Regions from separate parts of the Triticum aestivum genome. Here all the other regions are linked to region 2. A link is a contact called in public Hi-C and HiCAR-type data. All regions are on one chromosome and are shown on one strand. The core of a region is the stretch at or near the end of the contact, and the rest is flanking DNA. Distances in the headings are between cores, read along the strand shown.

Evidence for each region. Hi-C and Micro-C count contacts between places; a contact is called where the count stands out from the background. HiCAR-type assays count read pairs that join an accessible place to other places.
Region 1: a contact with region 2 is called in a Hi-C map of leaf, with 6 times the contacts expected there. The contact joins the promoter of LOC123145931 here to the promoter of LOC123145934 in region 2. A contact is called at or near these places in 2 of 5 Hi-C or Micro-C datasets (both in leaf).
Region 3: a HiCAR-type map of leaf shows a contact between it and region 2, with 4 times the contacts expected there. The contact joins the promoter of LOC123145932 here to the promoter of LOC123145934 in region 2. A contact is called at or near these places in 2 of 5 Hi-C or Micro-C datasets (both in leaf) and 1 of 1 datasets of contacts at active chromatin or transcription factors (leaf).

The regions. Positions count from the first base shown.
Region 1 is chr6D:465,357,755-465,360,454 of IWGSC CS RefSeq v2.1, reverse strand. LOC123145931 (aspartate aminotransferase, chloroplastic) reads right to left here and starts at 1,385. Exons shown (of 11, transcript XM_044565451.1): 1 at 1,143-1,385; 2 at 992-1,054; 3 at 94-288; 4 at 1-19. The coding sequence starts at 1,199.
Region 2 is chr6D:465,859,889-465,862,588 of IWGSC CS RefSeq v2.1, reverse strand. LOC123145934 (alpha-1,6-mannosyl-glycoprotein 2-beta-N-acetylglucosaminyltransferase) reads right to left here and starts at 1,372. Exons shown (of 1, transcript XM_044565454.1): 1 at 1-1,372. The coding sequence starts at 1,237.
Region 3 is chr6D:465,538,890-465,541,589 of IWGSC CS RefSeq v2.1, reverse strand. LOC123145932 (pistil-specific extensin-like protein) reads right to left here and starts at 1,423. Exons shown (of 1, transcript XM_044565452.1): 1 at 1-1,423. The coding sequence starts at 1,269. The coding sequence ends at 508.

The DNA of each region.
Region 1 (2,700 bases), core at 136-2,635, 500 kb after region 2:
CCAACATAAGTTTTTCAGCCTACCACATGCAGCAGTAGCACATCAAAATAGGAACCTAATTATTCAGAAAATGCCAAGGACGATTAGACTTACCTTCTTGACAACATTGAGGACAGCGGGCTGTAGCTCTTCCGTTCTGTAGGCGCCAACACCAAGGTTGAGCTTCAGATCACTTGTATCAGCTTTAAATGCTTCCGAAACCCCAAGAATCGGGTCTGGAGGGGCCATCGGCACTCCTTCAAAGCGAGAAGCGTCTACTGCAAGTGCCATCGTTATGTGGCCAGTATTCTGCATCCAAAACGGCAAAGGAAGAATTAAATTTCAAAGCACAAACCATATCATGAGATGTCAAATATTGGCATGGCACAAGGCGTGAAGGCGCATCTGACGTCACGTACAAAAGGATTATCCACGGAGAAACAGAAATGCTGGCTTAACCAGCTACACTACCAACTGCAATGTGCCTCAACTTTGAAACGAGCAACTCTAGAGTGGTCCTATCACTATCAGTCCTGAATCGAGAACAACGCAAGGAAAACCACTAGCAGTCCTGAATTGTCAGTCCAGGAAGCAAGTTACGAGGCCACAAAAAAATTACAATAGAAAATGTGCACATATCAGAGCTTCGTGAAGGCTGAATCCCAGGACCAGGAGGCACGCCAGCGGTCCAAAGCATGTCACTCCACGAACCGCTGTTGTTCTAAAAGCTTGTAGCATCATGCATGATTGCCAGTCACGGTGCAAACTATGTAGGAGTAATCGCTTAGTCGATTCTGAACATTACTGTGCGTATTAACACTGAACCACTAGCAGCCCTGAATGGCCAATCCAGGAAGTCAGCGCCTATTTGAGTCGTGCACACACGAACACCTACGATATAGGACCCAGAACCATCTAGCGCAGTCGCGTTACAGAACCAAACCAATCCACAAATCAAATGCGGGATCTAGGTAAGGCAGAGCGAGAGGGGACACAGGATCGGGCAAGTCACCTTCCTCGCGAGGATCCCGACGCGGCATCCGGCCCTCCCATCGCTCCTTCCTCCTCCGAACACCTGCGCCCACGACAAAAAAGAGAAAAGGTTCAGAATCCACTGCACCGACAAAGAGACGCGTTCGGCGTCAGAGGAGGCGGGCCCGTGCCTTGCACCGGGCGGCGACGACGGCGGAGGCCGCCGGGGCGGAGAGGGCGGAGGCCATCCGCGTGGGGCGAGAGCTGCAGCGCGCGGAGGATGGGGCGAGGGTGATCTGGGATCAGAGCGGAGCACGGGTGGATGGCGATGGCCTTGGAGTCTCCGTCGGAACTGAGCTTGTCTTGTTGGACGGATTTGGCGATACTGGTTCGGTTCTGCTGTCGACTTCCGGGGCCGGGGATTCGAACCGGGAGGGCGACGTGGCCAGGCCTCGGCCGTTGGATCCTTAGCCACTCTGCTACCAAAAACCAGGTTCCGAGTTTCTCAAAGCTGCATTTTACACCCACGGTATTCGCTGGGTTCGAAGGGAGAATTGTCCGTCACCTTTTGTTTTTGTCAAAAGATAGTGTGGAAGAATGACCTCCTCTAGGGCAACTCGGCATTTAAAAATTGATGCAACGGATGACACGGTTGTATCCGAAATCTCAATAAGGGAAAATCAATCTGCCTTTGCGGGCTACTTTGAGGACGAGAAACCATATGTAGTCCAATCCTGGACTAATCTACACTGAGAATGCACCTCTTGTTTAATAAACACGTGCATAGAAAATCAACAAAATCTCTCGCGCTTCATCGACGTGACCATGCAGGGAGGTTTAATTTCGGCCCACACATCATCATCGATGTCATGTTCTTCTCCTTTTTGTCACTAACTCCTCTCTTGGCCGTTTTCTCCGCCGCCTCCTCTCCCGTCACCATTTCAAGGAGTATTAATTGAGTGGAAGAAAAAGCTAGACAAAAAATATATCATGTGGATTAGATGTTAAATTTTTGGAAGTGGCAAGCCTCTTGTTCCAAGCTACACAATTCTTATTCATTCTGGTATTATTTCTGCAGTTGGACTTACTTTACAATCTCCTAGGAAAATGACCAAAACTTTTATGTTTTCATCCAGGCAAATATTATACTCCATAGGTTTCTTTTCTAAAAGGAATGAAATGAAACTTAGGTCGTCCATTTGTAAAGAAAAATATCCATTTTCTAAGAATAATATTGTTGAGAAAATATTTTATTCCAAGAAAAAAAGATATTTTTTACTAAAAAAAGATTTTTTTCGTAGTAAAAAAAGAAGAAGACTGGGACGCCCTTACCACTCTACATACAATATACTCCCTCCGTCCCATAATATAAGAGCGTTTATGACACTACAGTAGTATCATAAACGCTCTTATATTATGGGACGGAGGGAGTATCAATTTATATCAACTCTAGTATTCATTTGCCGTTGCAAAACGTGATGTACACAGCTTATTTCACAATCTCCTATAGAATGACCAGAAATGTTAAAGTCTTTTGTTAAGCAAATATCAATATGCATATATTGTATAGACATAACACTTTTTTGTGAAAAAGGGAATACAATGGAATTCAGGTCGTATGTATCTAAAGAAAATAATACAACATTTTTCTTGGAATAATCTTCGAGAGACAATATTTTTGTACAAGAAAGATAAAAAAGAATCTCAGTCGAACAAGAAAATACCTTTTTTTAGGATCGCCAACACTTT
Region 2 (2,700 bases), core at 123-2,622:
CGCCCCAGCCACCCCATCCTTTGAAACCAGCCTGATACCCTGGTTGTTTCCTAATGATGTGGACTGGCCAATCAGCTTTGATGTTAGGAACCTTGTCGATGGCATCTAGTTCTATGGCTCCCGCGCCATTATCCACACAAACACTGCTGGAGTCTTGGCCTTGGTGAAGGCCGCACTTGCCAAAATGTGCAGCACTCCTCCTAGGCCCCCTCAGACTGTAAACAGGAGCTCCAAACGATGGATACACGGTTGCCCACATGGTTATATCCCAATTGTACTCATCGAAGTCGCAGAACTGCTTAGCCTTGGCATGAATCTTCCTCCACACAGTCCTGTTGAAGGCATAGCCAATGTTACCCATCTTCTCAGCAACCATGCTCTCCCAGCCTTCCCCTTTCGCCTTGACATCGGACGGCGCCAAATTGACCGCATAGCACTGGGGGCACTTCTTCGGCTTCAAATCCACGAGCAGCTGCGCATTGCGGTATGCGTTGGGGAAGATGTAGTGGTCCTCCTCGATGAAGAGGATGTGCCCATCGAAGTCCCTGGTCTCCTCCATCCCATCCCACACGGTGTTCATCATCCACCACCAGTGGTGCTTCAGCGACACGATCCTCGGGGAGCGGTGGTTGCCGTACTGGTCCGGCTCGCCCCGGCACCGCTTCTCGGCTGCCCTGTCCTTGTCCCGGCAGTCCCCGGGCGCGACGCCGGGGAAGGAGTCCGGGAAGAGGTGCGGCGAGTAGGGCGCGAAGATCTGCTTCACCTGGCAGAAGGCGATGCCCTTGACGATCTCGTCCATCTCGGGGAAGTAGCCGTCGTGGCTGACGACGAGCAGCGCCTCGCCGATGCCGTCGACGCGGGAGAGGCTGTCGACGACGAGGCGGAGGTAGCGGGGCCGGTTGTGGACGTAGAGGACGATCTTGAGGTGGCCGTCGGGGAGGCTGGGGAAGCGGGCCGCGTTGCGCGGCGGCAGCGCGTTGCGGCGGGCGAGGGAGAGGGACAGCGCGCCCTGGCGCGGCAGCCGCGGGGTGAAGGACGGGTCGAGCAGGATCTTGCGCTGCGCGGCGGTGCGGTTGCGGTTGCGGGCGGCCGCGGCGGAGACGGCGGCGGGCGGGGCCAGGCGGCCCCCGCCGTGGCTGGCGCGGAGGAGCGAGACGAGAGCGAGGACCGCGAGGACGACGACGGCGAGGAGGGGCGCGGCGCGGGAGCGGAGCCGCGCGCCGTGGTGGAGGGCCATGGCCGCGGCGGCGGCGCCGCCTCCCCGGGATCCTGGGCGGCGGTCGGATCTCTGAGCTGGGCGGGCGGTGGGGTTTGTTGGCTAGCAGTCGATTGGGCGGAGGAGGAGCTGCGCAAGTGTGGACTCGGTATTCGTTGGTGGCGGCTTTGCTTGGGTTTGCCGTCCCTTTCTTTTCTTCTTTTGTCTTTTCCTTTTGAAAATTCTTCCCCAACTTCTTTCTTTGAGAGAAGGGAAAAATTCTTCCCCAGCTTAGTTTAGTATAAGAAGAAAGAATAGTTGAATGGGCTGATTCTTCCCTTGGTGTAATTAGCCACCATTACAAGTCCTTGTAAATGGGATATGTGATTATTGTTTCTGTAGTTGGTAATTATTGTGCTATCTTCTTCCTAGTGGGTTTTTTTTTCTCCGAGAAAAAGGGTCTCAATCTCGAAAAACAAAGGACGATCTTAGTGTAAAGTTGGTACAATAAATCCAAGATGTTGCAGCAAACAAAAGCAGTCGGAATTTACACCAAAGGTTTTCTGAAATTGGCGAAAGAGCGAAGATTTAACTACAAGGCGCATTGGAATTTGGGAAAAATGAAGATGGCGAGGCAAATGCGACATATCTGAGGCGTCGGGGAGAGTGGAGAAGTGAAATGGGCAAACCCTAACTCGCTTGATTCACCCTTGTTTGTAAAGCAGGTGGTTGTTGCACCAAACATGTCTCATTCGAAGACTCGTGATGAAGTTGCTCAAAGGAACCAGCTGAGTAATGTTTGGTTGCTTCAAAGGGAGAAAGGTTAGAAAGATTTTTCATTCGGCTCCGTTTGGTAGTTTTCGGATAAACCCAAGTGGAACGAAAGGTTTTTCTTTTTTAGCTAGTTGTCGAGTTGTAAACTGCTAACCTAGTTCGTCTAGATATTCCAAGTGACTAAGCAAAGACTCCGGTAGAGCTAGAAAGGTTGAATAAGATTAGGATTTAAATAGGAAGATCTAGGGATAACAAACATTAAGGATTTTCATCTCGTCTATGGATTTGAATAACTGAAGAAGAAAATTAGTACTTCCTCCGTTCCACAATATAAGAGCGTTTTTGGCACTAGTGTAGTGTAAAAAACGCTCTTATATTATGAGACGGAGGGAGTATATCCTAGAGAACCGTGTACATGACTTGATTTTGATGATGACATTGACGACCTAGGACCACATGTTCAAGAATCAATTGGATCCCATATACATGATTTTAGTTTATTAATGAACCTGACTTGCAAGACAAATTTTCCATACACTAGAAATTTGTACAAATATGCTTAACTAAATATACACTCGAACACTATTAAGATATTTGTTAGAGTATACCATGATATTTAATGATATAAAAATATGCATCCGCACGCACACATACACACATATAAATGCAACTTTTCAAAAATTAAGTCAAAAAGATTTTTTGTTACATTGTATATCTAAATTTAGCAATAG
Region 3 (2,700 bases), core at 174-2,673, 320 kb after region 2:
CACACGCACACATAAACTTCAATTATTATCATCACTGTAACCAAACCTGAGACCCACTCCCTAGCTACCAGATCATCGTCACCTAAACCAAGAACCAACCCTTAATCGTTCTGACTGACCGACAATTAACAACCTACCTAACAACATCAAGGCGAACCAAACAGCTGTGCAGCAGCAGCAACGCGCGAACCTAAAGCAACCACCACCAAACCCTACCGCCGGACCTCCGCTCCCTCGACGACCCTTCCTCTGAAAAAATACCGGAAGGGTTCGATCGGAACGGAGCCGGGATCTGATCCGGCAAGCTCGCCGCCGGATCCATCCGCACACCAACCATCCACAGATAAAATCCTTCCGTCCTTCAGTCAGGGAGAGTTATTACCACCACCACCTCTTCTTCTTGTTGCTTCCGACGAGATGAGGCGAGACGAGGGGGAGGAGGGAGCAGAGCAGAACGGCGCGGCCGCGGAGGGGGCGCACACGACGCTGCTGGAGGGGGAGCCGTCATCATGAGAGCTCGCCGATGCGGAGCAGGCAGCGGAGGCCGCGGGTGGCCTCTTCCTCGGCGCGGCGGAAGAAGAACCCAGGGAGGGGGAGAGAGCTCGGCTCCGGGGCCGCGGCCGAGAACGCCGGGCCGGCGTAGCTGGCTGCGACGGCGAGCGGCACCATCTTCTTGGTTGGCACGACGGCGGGTTGCTGCGGGCCGATCCGGCTGGTGGTCCGGAGCACCCTCTTGTCGGCCGGCGGGGCTTGCGCCCGGGCCGGGATGGGTGCTGTGGCTGGGGGAGGAGACCGCACGCGCCTGTCCGCAGGCGGGGCTTGGGGCCGGGCCTTGACGACGGGCGGTGAGGCAGGGGAGGGAGACCGCACCCGCCTGTCGGCCGGCGGGGCTTGCGCCCGTGCCTGGACAGGCGCAGGGGCGGGGGAGGGAGCCGGGGGCTCCTCGCCGCGCTTGAGGATCCGGACGGCCTCCATCACGATCGGCTGCTGCCGGGGCTTCTCCTTGGTCGGGGAAGGCTGCTTGCGGGCAGGCTTCGCCGGCGGGGACCGACGGCCGGCCGCGGGGGCCTGCTTCGTCGCCGGCGACGCCAAAAGAGCCGGCTTTGGCGGCGAAGAGCCAGCAACCACCGCGACCACCTTGGGAGGCGGCGAGGCCGGCTTGGGGTGGCGCCGGCGGCGCTGCTTGGCGGCCTGGGGGGACGCGGCGAAGGCGTCGAGATGCATCCGGTTGGCGAGCGCGTCGTGGGATCTGAGCACCGCCGTCGCCATGGGCTCGTCGGCGCGGGACTAGATCGAGTGGATTCGCTCGCTGCTCGGCGCCGTCGTCGAGATTTGCGGATTGCGCCGCGCCGGGGGAGACCTAACCCTAGCGAGAAGAGGGGATCTGTGGGAGAGAGAACATTGGGGGAGATATCCGGGTGCCGCCGGGCCGCATTATATAGAGGAAGAAGAAGAAACCGAGCGGGCCGGGCCGGGCCCAGACGGAAGCGTGCGCGCTGCGCTTACCCTCTCCGACTCGAAGTGATAAAAAAATAATACTAGCGTTTTTTTTCGTTATGCTTAGGGGGCAAGAGATCTTTATTGGTCTGACGTGGTGGGGGCACGGGGTGGGCCCGGCTCGTGCTCGTGCCCGACGTGGGCGGCCGAATTATTGGCGAGGGTTGGGTGGAGCCCCTGGACTTGCGTGAAATTTCATGGCGCGCCATCGCGGTTGGTGCGCGGGGTGGCAGTTGGGTCGTGAATAGTGGACGTTTCGGGGGGCAAAGGTGTGGTGAAATGGAGAGACGTGAGCGAGAAATTCGTAGGAAATTGAGGGGTAAATATCGGGGAAGGGGATAGGCACAGACGCGTACTCAAAAATAAAAAAAAGATAGGCACAGACGCAGCACAGTTGACGTGGCAGCCGCGAAACGCAAGTGGGGAGCGGCGGGCCCGGCAACATACAGCTGTGGCGTCGTTCCAGCTGCGGCCCGCCAGGCGGTTTCGGGCCGGGCCCACCCCGGCGCGTCCTTATCGATTCTCATTATCGCCGCACCCACCGTGACTGATATAATTGATGAGTGGTAATCGCTCGCGAAATAATAATAAAATGCGAAGCATCTTTTCTTGGTTAAAAAAGGAATTTATTCGCGGATTATGCTGTGTGTGCCACCTTCCGTGGACCTGGTTGGTCACAGAGGGGCAGCCATGATAAAACAACTCGCCGTTGGGCTCGTCGCGGCCCGGCGGTGGGCCCGACGGTCGGTACCGGGGACGCGGGGAGGACGAGGCGGGGCAGAGCACGTCGTGGTCAATCTTTTCCTATTTTTCAGCTGAGGCGCCTTTTCTTTCCGAAGCATATTTTCGGCTCGCCTTTCGCGTCCAGCTTGATGCTTCGCATCGTGGAGTGCGGGTCCGGAGGGGCCCACCGGTCGGTGAGGAAAGCGTGGGCGTGGCATGGTGTCAAACGCGATGAGCCATATGATTAAAGGGGCGTCTCCCTCTGGGAAAAAAGAAGGGAAAGGGAAAGGCCGGGGACACGTAAAGCAGAGTGATGAATGAATGAATGGGTGGAGTCAGTGCGAGGGCGATGCCGACATCGGCATGGGCTCGGCGCGCGTGAGGAGTTGCGGGGGAGGAATATGCATTGCGCGGCACGTACGACGTACGGCGTCCGGCGTGCGGTGCCCCTGCCCCGGCTGCTGCGCCGGTGGATCGGGC